2 separate regions of the Cricetulus griseus genome follow, and region 1 is linked to region 2. The links are chromatin contacts, called in public Hi-C maps. All regions are on one chromosome and are shown on one strand. The core of a region is the stretch at or near the end of the contact, and the rest is flanking DNA. Distances in the headings are between cores, read along the strand shown.

Evidence for each region. Hi-C and Micro-C count contacts between places; a contact is called where the count stands out from the background.
Region 1: a Hi-C map of liver shows a contact between it and region 2, with 2.1 times the contacts expected there. The contact joins the enhancer-like site here to the promoter of Bbc3 in region 2. A contact is called at or near these places in 3 of 8 Hi-C or Micro-C datasets (the CHL-YN cell line, fibroblasts and liver).

Annotation. Positions count from the first base shown.
Region 1 is chr9:11,040,159-11,046,399 of CriGri-PICRH-1.0, reverse strand. It overlaps Sae1 (SUMO-activating enzyme subunit 1), which reads left to right. Exons shown (of 10, transcript XM_027431040.2): 4 at 74-247; 5 at 2,130-2,272; 6 at 4,176-4,275. Among named protein-coding and RNA genes, the nearest start is that of Sae1, 16 kb to the left of the region's middle. Within about 2 kb of position 2,874, at least 1 of the 6 cell types and tissues checked has open chromatin away from gene starts, as enhancers often do.
Region 2 is chr9:10,986,333-10,993,354 of CriGri-PICRH-1.0, reverse strand. Bbc3 (bcl-2-binding component 3) reads right to left here and starts at 3,020. Exons shown (of 4, transcript XM_027431042.2): 1 at 2,699-3,020; 2 at 1-224. The coding sequence starts at 209.

The DNA.
Region 1 (6,241 bases), core at 1,625-4,124, 53 kb before region 2:
TGTAGATTCGTTGTCTTTAAGATTTACATTCCAGAAAGACTCAAGAATTAAGGAGAAAAAAATTTTTTTCTAGGTATCTCCAGAAGACTGTGGAGCTCAGTTCTTAATTCGGACTGGGTCTGTAGGCCAAAATAGGGCTGAGGCCTCTCTGGAACGAGCCCAGAATCTGAACCCCATGGTGGATGTAAAGGTGGACACTGAGGACATAGAGAAGAAACCTGAGGCATTCTTCACTCAGTTTGATGCGGTGAGTCTCTTAGTGCTAAGTCTGGTGGGAGAGCTCAGTGTGGGCTCACACTGTGACCCCAGTGCTTGGGGGCAGAGGCAAGGAGGACTGCTCCAAGCTTGAAGCCAGCCAGGACTACATAGCAAGATTAACTGTATGTATGCTAGAGCTTTCAAATCACACACTCTGAGCGTTCCTCTCATGTACATTTGTAAACTTCTGTTCTTTGGGCTTGACACATTAAATATGTTCCTGTGTGGGTCCAGTCTGTTGGGCCTATTGTGGCTGTTTGTGAGGTGCCTGCTGTCTACTGGCTGCTTCTCTGTCTGGGCTTATGTTCCCTCAGACTAAGTTTTAGCATTAGTATTTTTATCTTCCTTCAGAATCTTTGTTCATGTGTTCTCCTGATTAATTTTGTTGCCAGCTGCACTTATTTGTTAGAAATATCAAGCTGCAGCTTGTGTTTTGTGCTAAGAAATTAGAGCATACCTAGCCAAGCTTGGTAGCACATGCTTATAATCTCAACATGGAGGCAGGAAGAATAGGAGAGCAAAACTGAGTTTGAGGAGGCCAGCCTGAGCTACACAAGAATGGAGCGGAGCGGGGTGAGGATTTGAGCAGACTTTCTCTATGCAACCCTGGCTGTCCTACAGCTCCCTCTGCAGACCAGGCTGGCCCCGAATTCTTAGATCCACCTGCCTCTGTCTCCCAAATAATGATATTAAAGGCATGCACCACCATGCATGGCTGCCTTTGTCTCTCTTTTTTTTTTTTCTTCGTTTTTTCGAGACAGGGTTTCTCTGTGTAGCTTTGGAGGCTGTCCTGGCACTCGCTCTAGAGACCAGGCTGGCCTTGAACTCACAGAGATCCGCCTGCCTCTGCTTCCCGAGTGCTGGGATTAAAGGTGTGCGACCCCAATGCCCGACTGGCTGCCTTTGTCTTAAAAATGCTAAAGATCACCAAAACCCAACATCTGTGTAATGTTGATGTGTCTGTGCCACTGTGGCCATGGACTGGACAGAATAACTACAATGACAAGCCACATGAGGCAAACCCAGCCTCATCTACTCTCAATGCTGAGGAGGAAGAAAAGGCTAAATTCTATGTCAGTGCGTGTGACTTTTTTTCCTGTTTGTTTTTAAGACGGAATCTCTCTACAGATCCCTAGCTGTCCTGGAACTCACACTGTAGACCAGGCTGGCCTTGAATTCTTTAGAGATCCACCTGCCTCTGCCCTGCCTCTTGAGTGCTAGGATTATAGTTGTGTGCTACCACACTTGGTCACACACATTAAAAAAACAAAAACAAAAACATCTAGTGCTTGGGAGATAGAGGCATGCCTGGTCTACATACAACAGTGAGTTCCAGGACAGCTAGGACTATTACAAAGAGAAACCTTATTTTGAAAAACAAACAAACAAAAAGTAAAAAAGTTTGTGTGTGTATGTGTGTGTGTTGGGGAGGTTTTCCTCAAACATGACCTTTGGGTCAGTTAAAAACAAAAACAAAAAAACTGTTTTTACTTGCCACCAGAAAAAGCTTGATTTTAACAAATTAGATAATAGTTTAGATTACCTTGATATTGCTGTCTTCCTGAGAAGTGTGAGGTATAGTCTGTATGTTCTTGGATTAAGGGAACAGATCCTTGAGTGGTTTACTTTCCAGCTAAATCCTAATAACTAAGGTTGTCAGAAGTGGCCGCCATATCATTTACATTTTCAGCACCCTGAAACCTTCAACTTCTCTCTGGTCTTTTAATCATAGCACCCAAAGAACCTGTTGTACCTGTTGAAACTGGTCTGAAGCCTGCTGGAGAGACACTTAATTTAAGATTTATGTAGACAGCAGGGCAATGATTCACAGTTTTCAGCTCTTACCAGCCAGTTCCTGTCTCTCTCTGCAGGTGTGCCTGACTTGCTGCTCCAGGGATGTCATTGTTAAAGTCGACCAGTTCTGTCACAGAAACAGCATCAAGTTTTTCACAGGAGATGTCTTTGGGTACCATGGGTACACCTTTGCAAATCTTGGAGAGCATGAGTTTGTAGAGTAAGTGCTGGGAGGAGAGGGCAGTAGGGGACGTTTCCACAGTTAGAATAGTGTTTGTGGTAGGAAATGACCTGCCCTAATGAAGTAGCTTGCTTTGCTATAATACAACATTCTGAAACAAGCGATTAACCGATTCCTGAGTAGCGTGCTTTGTGGGTTCACATTTTTGTTGTTGTTGTTTTTAAGACGGGGTTTCTGTCTGGCATTCTTAGAACTAGCTCTGTAGACCAGGCCGGCTTCCAACTCCGAAATCCACCTAACTCTGCCTCCTGGGTGCTAGGATCAAAGACTACCATTCCTTTCCGTGGGTTCAGAATTTTAGGAGATATGTGGACCCCATCCTTCAAAAACGATGATGTCATCTGAAGCAGAAAGCAGGAAGGAAGAGTTGTGGACAAGGTGCATTGTATGGGTATCCCAGACTCCTGAACTTCAGGACGGGAACTCACGGGTGCTGTCCTTGGAAGGCGAGCTTGGGTTTTAAACACTTGATCCCTAGTGGGTGCTTTCATGTTGAGAGATGGTGGAGAGAGTTCCTGCTGGTTAAGTGGGTAGTCTTTGGGCGCATTCAGTTTGCCTTGGAAAAGCTCCAAGGTCCAGAGTCTACTGTGGTGGAGCACAGACCTTACCCCCCTCATTTTGAACATGAGACCGCAGAGCTTAATGATTCTCACAGAACAAGACCTGCAGTAGTTTTTCTTTAGAGTCTCTAAGTGAAAGATGGCAGACAATAGAGATTATACAAGTATATAAGCTGGTTATTTGGCTACCATATTCTCCCCCACGTCTCTCCATCTGAAGTCTACCTTGCAAATGAGTGACCGAGGCCCGATGGGACAGTCTCTCATTGTTTAGTCTCTTTAGCAAGGCATTGGCATGTCTCTGGCCCACAAGTTTCTTGTCTGTAAAGTGAAACTTTGAACCATATGGTGGTGGCGTACTCGAGAAGCAGAGGCAGGTGGATTGGAGTTCAAGGCCAGCCTGGTCTACAGAGTGAGTTCCAGGACTACACAGAAAAAAACCTGTCTCAGAAAGAAAGATGTTTTTACCATTACCTCTCCTCTCCTAGTCATGCAGAAACTTTAGAAAGATCTGGTTCTAGGAGTGTTATACATTGAGCCATTATAACAAAAGCAGGCTGGGCTATTCTAGCTTGAGATTCCCACAGCAGAAGGAGGAATTAGGTTAAGCATTTTATTTTATTTATTTTTTGTTGTTGTTTTATTTTGAGATAAGGATTCTGTGTGTAACAGCCCTGACTGTCCTGGAACTCCCAGGCTGGCCTCAAAATCACAGGGCTCCACCTGCCTCTGCTTCTCAGGTGCTGGGGTTAAAGATGTGCATTACCATGCTTGGCCAGGTTTGGTTCTTTTTTGTTTTTCGAGACAGGGTTTCTTTGTGGCTTTGGAGGCTGTCCTGGAACTAGCTCTTGTAGACCAGGCTGGTCTGGAACTCACAGACTGAGTCCTAACTGCTGGGACTAAAGGCTTGTGCCACCACCCCCTGGCCCAGGTTTGGTTCTTTAGGTCACAGTTCCTCAAGAATGTTTGCAAAACCAGGGCTCTGGATGTTTGTTTATGCTGAGAAGTTTGTTTACACCTTCCTATTCCCTTAATCACACCAGGGATACCTATTCTCAGAATGGTTAACTTGCTCACCATGTCTTCAGTGGTCGAAGAACCCACTGACCCCAAAGTTGTCTTGCGGTTTGTTTTTTCCTGACAGGGTTTCTCTGTGTGGCCCTGGTTGTCCTGGAACTCACTGTGTTGACCAGGCTGGCCTCGAACTCTGCTTTTTTGCTTTTCCACATACATAACCTGTTAGCTGATAGCATTTCTTGAAATTCATGTTCCAGTCATGTGACTCGTGGCTCAAACTTGATTTCCTTCTCTTGTCACTCTAGAGAGAAAACCAAAGTTGCCAAAGTTAGTCAAGTAGTAGAAGATGGACCTGACACCAAGAGAGCAAAGCTGGATTCATCTGAGACAACCATGGTCAAAAAGGTGATGCCAAGAGCCTGGGTCAGAAACCCTGGGGCCTCAGGAGGGGCGGGCGGGGCCTTCGTAAGTGTGTGTGAGGGGAGCCTTGTCGGCATCGACTCTGCCCAGCTAACAGTATAGCAGCTGCTGTTCTTCCATCAGAAGAAAATGGGTTTATTTTCCAAATGAGATTTTTCTTAAGAAAATTAGAAATCCTTTACAATTGTGGCAGTCTGTTCCCGTTGCTTCGGGTACTGTTCTGGTGTAGCACCATGACAGCCAGACACAGCAAGCTTGTTTCACTTATTTGCTGGAGTGTCCAGTTAAAGTTGCAGTGGGCCTGGGGCCTCCAGCGAGGCAGAGCTGTGCATTTTCCTTTCCTTTCCCGTACTTCTGTGTCTGTGTTGGGACGGCTTTAGCTGTGGGCCTGATGCAGAGGAATTATTAGCTCTAATTTTAGGGTCTATTCACAGGACTGGAATTATGCAGAGTGAACATTGGAGTTTGGGCCAAACCTGGGGTCCTTTCTTTTTGAGGCCCAGTCCGGCTTTCTCTGCATGGCTGCCTGAGTTTGGTGGGGGAAGAGACATTGTCAACAAATGGAGGGCACAAAAGGAGCATTGTGGGCGGCTCTTGTCAGTTTATAAATCACACCCTCTTACTAGTGTGACATTTGGCCCTGTTGTGAAGGACTTTATGGCTTAAGGGCCTTCTTTGATTGAGGCCTGCTTTTTGCATTCAGAGAGAAAAAGCCCTGGCTTTGTTAGCCATTCACAGCTGGAGGTGTCCCTGGAATCACTTCTGGTGGTGCCCTCTGGGGTGGACATGGAAGCCTCTTTTGGGAGCCACTTTATCTCACTATGAGGAGAATGTGGGGAGCCCAGGCCAGTACTTGGCAGCCTTGGTGTGCCATTCCTGAGGGCTCTGCCGGCGCTTTGCCTTTTGTGCAGTGTCTTCCTTTACAGGGGACAGAGATTGAAGATATCAAAATATTCTCCAGCTGACATTGTTAGTCAGCTGTTACAATGGGACTGTTGAGCTAGGATTCCAGCCCTGAGCCCTCGAGGGCGCACAGCATGCAGCACATTCCTTCTGACAATCCCCTGGATTCCAGACCTTGGCTTTGTGAGTCTCACCACTAACACAGTGCAAGCACAGGGTGTGGCAGGGTTTGGGCCTGTGGCTTTGCCACCTGGTGGTAACAGCTTCTCCATGTTGGCAGAGAGGGCCTTGGGATTTTATTTTATTCCTAATTTTTTGAGACAGGTTATCACTGTGCAGCCCTGACTGACCTGTAACACAGGTCATGTAGACCATGCTCACCCAAATCTTCCTGCCTATATGAGTGCTGGGCTCAAAGGTGAATCCCAGCAGGCCAAGCAGCCCTGGGATTTTGAAGTTCTTTCCTGTTGAGAAGTTCCTCCACCCAGATTTTAAGGCTTCCTACATTGTACAGAATTGCTAGTTGAGCTCTAAGAGATTGCAGGACAGGGTGGGGGAAGCCGCTACTTCCTGTTTCCTGTAAAAGGTCTGTCAGTCCCCCTCTCCTCCCACTTGTCCTAGGTTCAATCAAATGTTGTAAAACCACTTTGGGTTCAAGGTACATGGTGTGCTCCTAAATTAGAAACTTCAAAAAACAAAGAGGAAAAACAGAGCTTGTGGTTTTCACACATCTAGGAAGCTCAGGCCTTTCTAGCACACTTTGCCTGTGATACTTAGGGCAGGAACCGTCTGACGGGAGCAGCTGGCATTCAGGAGTTTGCTAGCAACTTTTTTGATATTTTGGTTTTTAAATTACACTTGTTTACTCTGCGCGTATGTGCATGTGTTACCACTGAGCTACAGCCCTAATCTTCCCTGTAGATTTTGGTCTCTGGGCTGGTAAGATGGCAGTGTGGTGGGTAAAGGGACCACCAAAGTAGAAGACCTCTAAGCTGGATCTCCAGGACACTTGGTGGGGCAGAGAATCAACTACAAATTGGCCTCTGAC
Region 2 (7,022 bases), core at 1,771-4,270:
GCGGTGACGGCAGGCGGGGCGGTGGGGGCGCAGAGGTAGGCGGCCGGCAGCAGGGCTGGGGCGGCAGGGGCGGCGGGCAGGCCGGGCTCGCAGAGGCCGCAGGACACAGCGGAGGGCACCAGGCGGCCAAGCGGGAAGGGGCGCGGACTGTCGCGGGCCAAGCCCTCTACGGGCTCCGGAGAGCTGCCCTCCTGGCGTGCGCGGGCCATGGCGCTCCCTGGAGCCTGCGGGGACATAGCGGGGAGGTCAGCGGGGCGACTGCAGGGGGGCTGCGGGACCCCACCCTGCAGACACCCCGCCTGGAGGTCACTCACGCCCACGACGGGGGGTGACCCCAGAGGGCAGCCTGGGCCGGGACACCTGGGGATGGGCGCGTGGGGTGGGGGGGGGCACAGACTGCTTCTGGGGCTCGTGGCGAGCCTTCCAGGCAAACTGCCTAGGACTCAGGGCTTGGGCCAGGGAGAACTTTCCCAGCACAGAGGAGCGCAGCAGGGGTGCTGGGGCTCCCAGGACACACTGGGCTGTCTCAGGACCCGTGTGTGTGTGTGTGTGTGTGTGTGTGTGTGTGTGTGTGTGTGTGTGTGTGTGTGATGGGAACACGACTCAGACGCCAAAGAACTCACAGAACTGCCCAACTTGACCTCCACCCCACCAGACCAGTGAGGTGGTCCACTCAGAAGCACAAGGGGACACACTTAGACATTCACACACAGCCATCCAGAGACCTCCTCCTCCTCCCGCCCCAGACACCCATGCTTCAGTCTCACACTGACCCAGTGCTGACATGCCCGCGCTCACCCATCCACAATGCAGCCAGCCGTCACACAGAAACACAACAGACACAAGTCTTCAACGTGTTTCTCCTGCATACACACACAGACATCCCAAGATACAAGACACCCCTACTACACCTTAGCGCGCGCGCACGCGCGCGCACACACACACAATTCCAAAACACACCTGAATGTGCAACACCCCCCTCCAACTCTGAGCTCCCAGGATACAACGGCTACACACAGACACATGTCATCACAACCGGATGCATCATCCCCTCGCATGCGGGGCAGCAACGCAAGAGCAAGGCGGGGAGGCACCAGACACTGCTGGGAGAAGCGATCGGTCCAGCCTCTTCTCCCAGCCCCAAAACACCACAGCCAGCTGTCAGCCCCAGAACACGCAAGCACACACACACACACACACACACACACACACACACACACACACACACACACAGAGCACACACACCTAAAGCAGAGACAGAAAACACTGGCCTCACGTGACTGGTATAAACACTACAGAGAGGGGGAGAGAGAGAGAGAGAGCCACATGACACATACGAGCCAGGGATCACAGTGACAAGCCCCTCAGACCCAACACACACACACACACACACACACACACACACACACACACACACACACGGCGTGCAGACAGGCTGCCGCTGCACCGCCTAGATCTTCCCCCCTAGCACTCCATCCTCAGCGTGGAGATAGAGCCTTGGGTCCCCTTGCCAGTCACAAGTCACCCAGGGAGCGATCAGGCACTGGGTGGCACCCCATCCCAAATGCTGGGTGCAGCAGATGAATGTCTCGGAGACACCCAGAGACAGCGCGCGCGCGCGAACACACACACCACACACACACGCAATGCACACTCGGGCGAGACCCCTGCACACCAACACAGCTCACTCAAACGACACACAAACACAGCTCAAGTGTCGCTCGCCCCCCACCCTCCATCGCCCGCACCACCACCAAAGCCACCAGGGCAGGCGACAGATCCACACACCCCCACCCCCCCGGCCCTAGTCACCCCTCAAGAGCACAGGCACCCAACTCTGGTGTGACAGTGTCGGGTGGCCACCCACCCCCGTACACGGAAAGGTGCGCCCCCCCCCACCCTGCCAGACACGCGGGGCCGGGAGGACTCACGCAGACACCCCTCCGGGTGACAAACGCCAACATCTCGGTGTAGGGGGGACACCGACTCGTGAGCCAGAGGCGAGCGCAAGCACACCCAGGCGAGACCCCTGCAGATCCACACAGCTCCGCACGCGCGCGGTCCCCGCCGCCCCTCTGCTGTCACAGCGCACCCCCTCCGCCCGTCCCCACGCCGCCACGTGCGACCGCCCCGCCCGCTCGGAGCGCGCGGGGCCAATAACCGGCTGTTGCTGGGGCGCAGCCCCCGCCCGCGGGAGCCGCAGCCTCCACCGCCCCCTGTCGCCGCCCCCGGCGGGCGGGCGGGCGGGCGCGCGCCCTGGGTGTGGCCGATCCTCGGTGCCACCCCCCACCACACCGACCCTCCCGTTAGTGGAGGGGAACGGACGGACCCGAGCGAGCCCAGCCGGGGCCACCCGAGCTCCTCCCCGGCCGCACTGGCCACCAGGGGGCGCGGGCGAGCCTGAACCCCATTGTTTGTAAACAAACCCGCCAGACCGCTGTGGCACCTGTGCGCCCAGACCCGGCGCCCCGAGTCCCAGGTGCTTCCTTCCGGCCGGGCCGGCCCAGTCTGGGTCCCAGGGACCAAAGCTGGGGCACAAGGCAGCGGGGATGCAAGGACACCGCTCTCTCTGCCCCCCCCACCCCGCCCCGCGCGCCCACCCCCGGGGGGGGGGCATCCCGTCACCTCCTCCAGGGAGCCCCCCCGGGCCTAGGCGCTCTTAGTGAGCAGCATCGGGGGAATCGGGGTGCGCACTCACCCCGGGGGCATGAACACGCCGGAGGAGGGCGGCGATGGGGTGGCGGGCCGCTGCCTCCAGGAGGGCGAGCCCGCCGAGTGGCTTTGCTCCTGGCTGCTGCTGCTGCTGCTGCTGCTGCTCTAACTGCAGTGGCTGCTGCTGTTGCTGCGGCTGCTGCTGCTGTGGCTGAGTCTGGCGCGTCCTCCGTCTGCGGCCGGATCGCCGCGGATGCCTACTCTCCGGTGTCCCCGTCGTCTCCTCCCGGGTGCCCCGCTCGCATGTGGCTAAGCGCGCCGCGTCTCAGGCCGCCCGGCTCGCCTCGCTCGCTCGCTGTCTTGCTCGCTCGGCGGCAGCCCCGCCCCGCCCCGCCTCTCGCTGGCTCCCACGCCCCGCCCCGCGCGTGACGCCAGGGCCCCGCCCGCGGCCGGGGACAAGTCGGGGCTTGCAGGCGGCCGCCGCGCCCCCCTACCTCCCCGCGCGCGCTGGGGGTTTCCCTGCAGCCGAGTGGGCGGGGCGGGGCCCTGGCCAGGGCAGGCGGAGCACCGTGGGGACAGCCTCGACCCCGGGGTGGCCAGACATAACACGTTTGACACACTGACACACTGACTGGGACCCACACCCACAACTCACACCCGAGGAGTGAACTCTCAGACCGACCCGCTGGCGCACCGGGGTGCACCGAGCCACTGGGACAGGGAGTCACATGCCATGCCACATACCATGCCACAGGTACAGAGGCACAAACTCACACCCCCAGATCCCCTGACGGGGCTCCCAGGGACAGGCATGGAGAGGGACCGTCCCACACATAGTTGCACAAACAGTGCTCAAAGCAGGGCTCAGACTCACAAGCCCTGTCCCCAGGTGCTTACAGCATTCACACCACTCCTCAGAACAGCTTCCAGCCAGGTCCCGCAGGACACCCTCTCCCCCCCCATCCAAACGACACCCCGAGACTGACACCCCTAAAGCACACCCATGAGATTGCTCTAGCTGGATTGTTAAGTGACCCTCCAAAACAGACCAAATCCGACACAGAAGAAACTGACCGCCTGACCTGTGCTTCACAAAGTCACTCCAGTGACAGGTTCCTGCTAAGTGGCCCCGATGGTGGGATACACTGGTGAACGTGCACACCTGGCCAGGCGGCCCATCAATCTGGCACCGGACCCGTGGGGAGGCGGCGGCAACCCTGAGAGCTCCTGGCACTGACATGCCCGGGCAGCCCCCTGCACCCTATTTCATCCTGTCTGCTGTTTCTGTTCCCTTTTCCTTTTCGGTCTCTAGCTGTCATTTCCCTCCCCTAATAAAACAGAATGACCTTTCCTCCTCCGGAGCCTCGTCAATCGGTGTCTCTGGCACCTGACAGGCTCTTCCGGGTCTCACCCAAACCCAGTCACCTCCCCAAGTATATGACTCACCTGTGCCCAGTCCTGGGATGACCAAGAAAGAATGTCAGAAAAGACACTTGTGAACATGGACAATGACACCTGTCTTCCCAGAACTTCTGGAGGCTGAAGCAGGGGGATGGCTGCCAGGTTGGAGCCAGCCCGAGACAGATAGCGAGTTCCGGGCCAGCCTTGAGCACAGGTCTTTTTCCAAAAGTAAAGCAGGTGCTGGAGAGATGGCTCGTTGGTTACTTTGCCAGGCCTTGGTGGTGAACGGCTTTAATCCCGGTGATCCCAGCACTTGGGAGGCAGAGGCAGACAGATCTCTGAGTTCAAGGTCAGTGTGGTCTACAAATGGAGTTCCAGGACTGTTACACAAAGCACCCCTTACTCAGAATAAAACAAAAAGCAAAAACAAAAAACCCAAGAGGTTGTGGAAAGATTCTAAGATGCAGACGTGGCCGATGACTCCAAAGACAGTGTCTCCCAGACACAGCAGGACTGTGTGACACCCCACCCACACAGGTTCACAACACCGAGAAGGGGAAGTCCACACAAAGTCCCACTTCTAGCCAAGAAACTATCTGCAATTGATACCTGCTGGAAGAGGGAAAGTCAGTTGTCTTCAGAGGAGTGTCACCGGGCAGACCTTAGGCCAGGAGTAGTTGGCCAACACCAAACAGGCTCCATGGCCTTTTTGTGTGTGCTTTTTTATTTAGTTTAGTTTTGTGGCTTTATTTTTTTCTTTTTGTCTTATTGTTTTGTTTGTTTGTTTGTTTTGTTTTTTGTTTGTTGGGTTTGATTTTGTTTTTCTAAGACAAAGAGAAACAATTGGGGGGTGGGAGAAGGATTTGATCAAAACATATCAAATAAAATAAATAAAAATAGCTAGGTATGGTGATGCACACCTTTAATCCTAATGCTAGAGGCTGAGGCAGGAGCATCTCTGTGAATTTGAAGCCTGCAACATCTAGGCCAGACAGATATATATATATATATATATTCCTGTCTCAAAATAATAACAGCAAACCAAAAGCATAAAGAAGGAAAGAAGAGAGACAGGCAGAGAGACAGAAAGGCCAGATTCTCAACTATGACCTGCCCCAGCACCAGGAACTTAGATCCAGCAAAACAAGGGTCAGAATCTCAGGAAGACCTTCCTATTTCAAATATCTGAGACTGTAATTGGCTTCTAGAACCCCCACTGCTTCCTGCTGGGTCCTTTCTTTCTCTCAGGGTTTTTTGTTTTGGTACTGTGGACTAGTGCCTGGTACGGAGTATGAGGGATGGGCTGGGGAGACGTCACTCCAATTCTTTATCACTTTACAACCCCATCCAGTACCCCCTCCCCCCACACACACACCTCACCAATTTATAGAGCAACTCATTGATAAACATTTACAGGCAATAAAAGGCTCTCTTTTGGGGACAAAAGGTTTGATGAGTTGGAGTATACATTTTGCTGGGTGTGGTGCCCTGAGCCTGTTATCCCAGCCCTGGGGGCTGCAGAGGAGGGAGGCTAGAGAGTCCTAGGCCTGCAAGGGGAGACGATGTTTCAAAAACAAAGACAATACTTGCCTAGCAGACACAAGGCCCTGGGGTCTATCCCCAGCACCACACATATACAAAATAACTAAGTTAATTAACTAATCTAATTAATTTAAATTAATTAATAAATTAATGACTGAACAAATTAAACAAAAAGCCCCAAATGTATGTGGCTGAGGATACGGCTCAGCTGGTGGAGTGCTTGAATAACGAAAATAAAACCCTAGGTTCCGTCCTCAGCATAGCATAAAAGCACACAGATGTGGCGGTGTGTACACCTTTAATTTCAGCCCTTACAAGACATAGTCAGGAGGATATGGCCATTAACAGCTACATAGGAAATTTGAGTTGTGCCTAGGATATATGAGACCCCCCCCACCACAAACCAGGAAACCATAGTGAATGCCAGTAGATGCAAAGATCTTTTCTTTCTCTTTCTTTCTTTCTTTCTTTCTATCTTTCTTTCCTTCCTTCCTTTCTTTCTTCTCTCTCTCTCTCTCTCTCTCTCTCTCTCTCTCTCTCTCTTCTTTCCTGTTTGTTTTTCAAGACAGGGTTTCTCTGTAGCTTTGGAGCTTGTCAGGCTGGCCTCAAACTTAGACATCTGCCTGCCTCTGCCTCCTGAGTGCCATGATTAAGGGCATGGGCCACTACTGCCTGGCTTCTTTCTTTCTTTTGTGTTTTTGAGACAGGGTTTCTCTGTGTAGCCCCGACTGCCCTGGAACTCACTCTGTAGACCAGGCTGGCCTGGAACTCAGAGATCCACCTGCCTCTGCTTCCAGAGTGCTGGGATTAAGGACATGTTCCACCATGTGTCAGCTGTGAAGGTATATTTCTAACGGTAGGTCATGTTTAGAGGCGCCAGCGCAGCCCAGCTTTCTACTTATCAAATGAGCTGTTTCTAGGAAGTCATTAAATGCAGGTCTGACAAGAAGGCCTAATCAGTATTTGCTGTCGTCATTAGTAGGGCTAATTAAGAACAGCGTTTGCTCTGGGCCTCACAGTGAAGTAGCTGTGAAGGGGACAGGCAGGCTCTTGCCTTTGTCTGTTTTTTGCCCTGGGCCCTTCTGTCACTATCCAGTAACCAATATAAGACCCAGCGGCAGACCAGACTGGCTGGAATTAAGTTTGGAAGGAATGGGAATCTGACTGGGTAGAGTTGATGTGGAGATGAGGCCTCAGCGCCTCTCATTGGCCCTCCAAAGTCAACCGTCCTGTCACCCCAAACCAGATAGTAGAGCTATCATTAAAGGATAGTGCCAGGCAGTAAATGCCGCATGTTTTTAATCCCAGCACTCAGGACACAGAGGCAGGTGGATCTCTGTGAGTTCGAGGCCAGCCTGGTCTATAGCTCGAGATCTACGACAGGCTCCAAAGCCACAGAGAAACCCTGTCTTAAAAAACAAACAAAT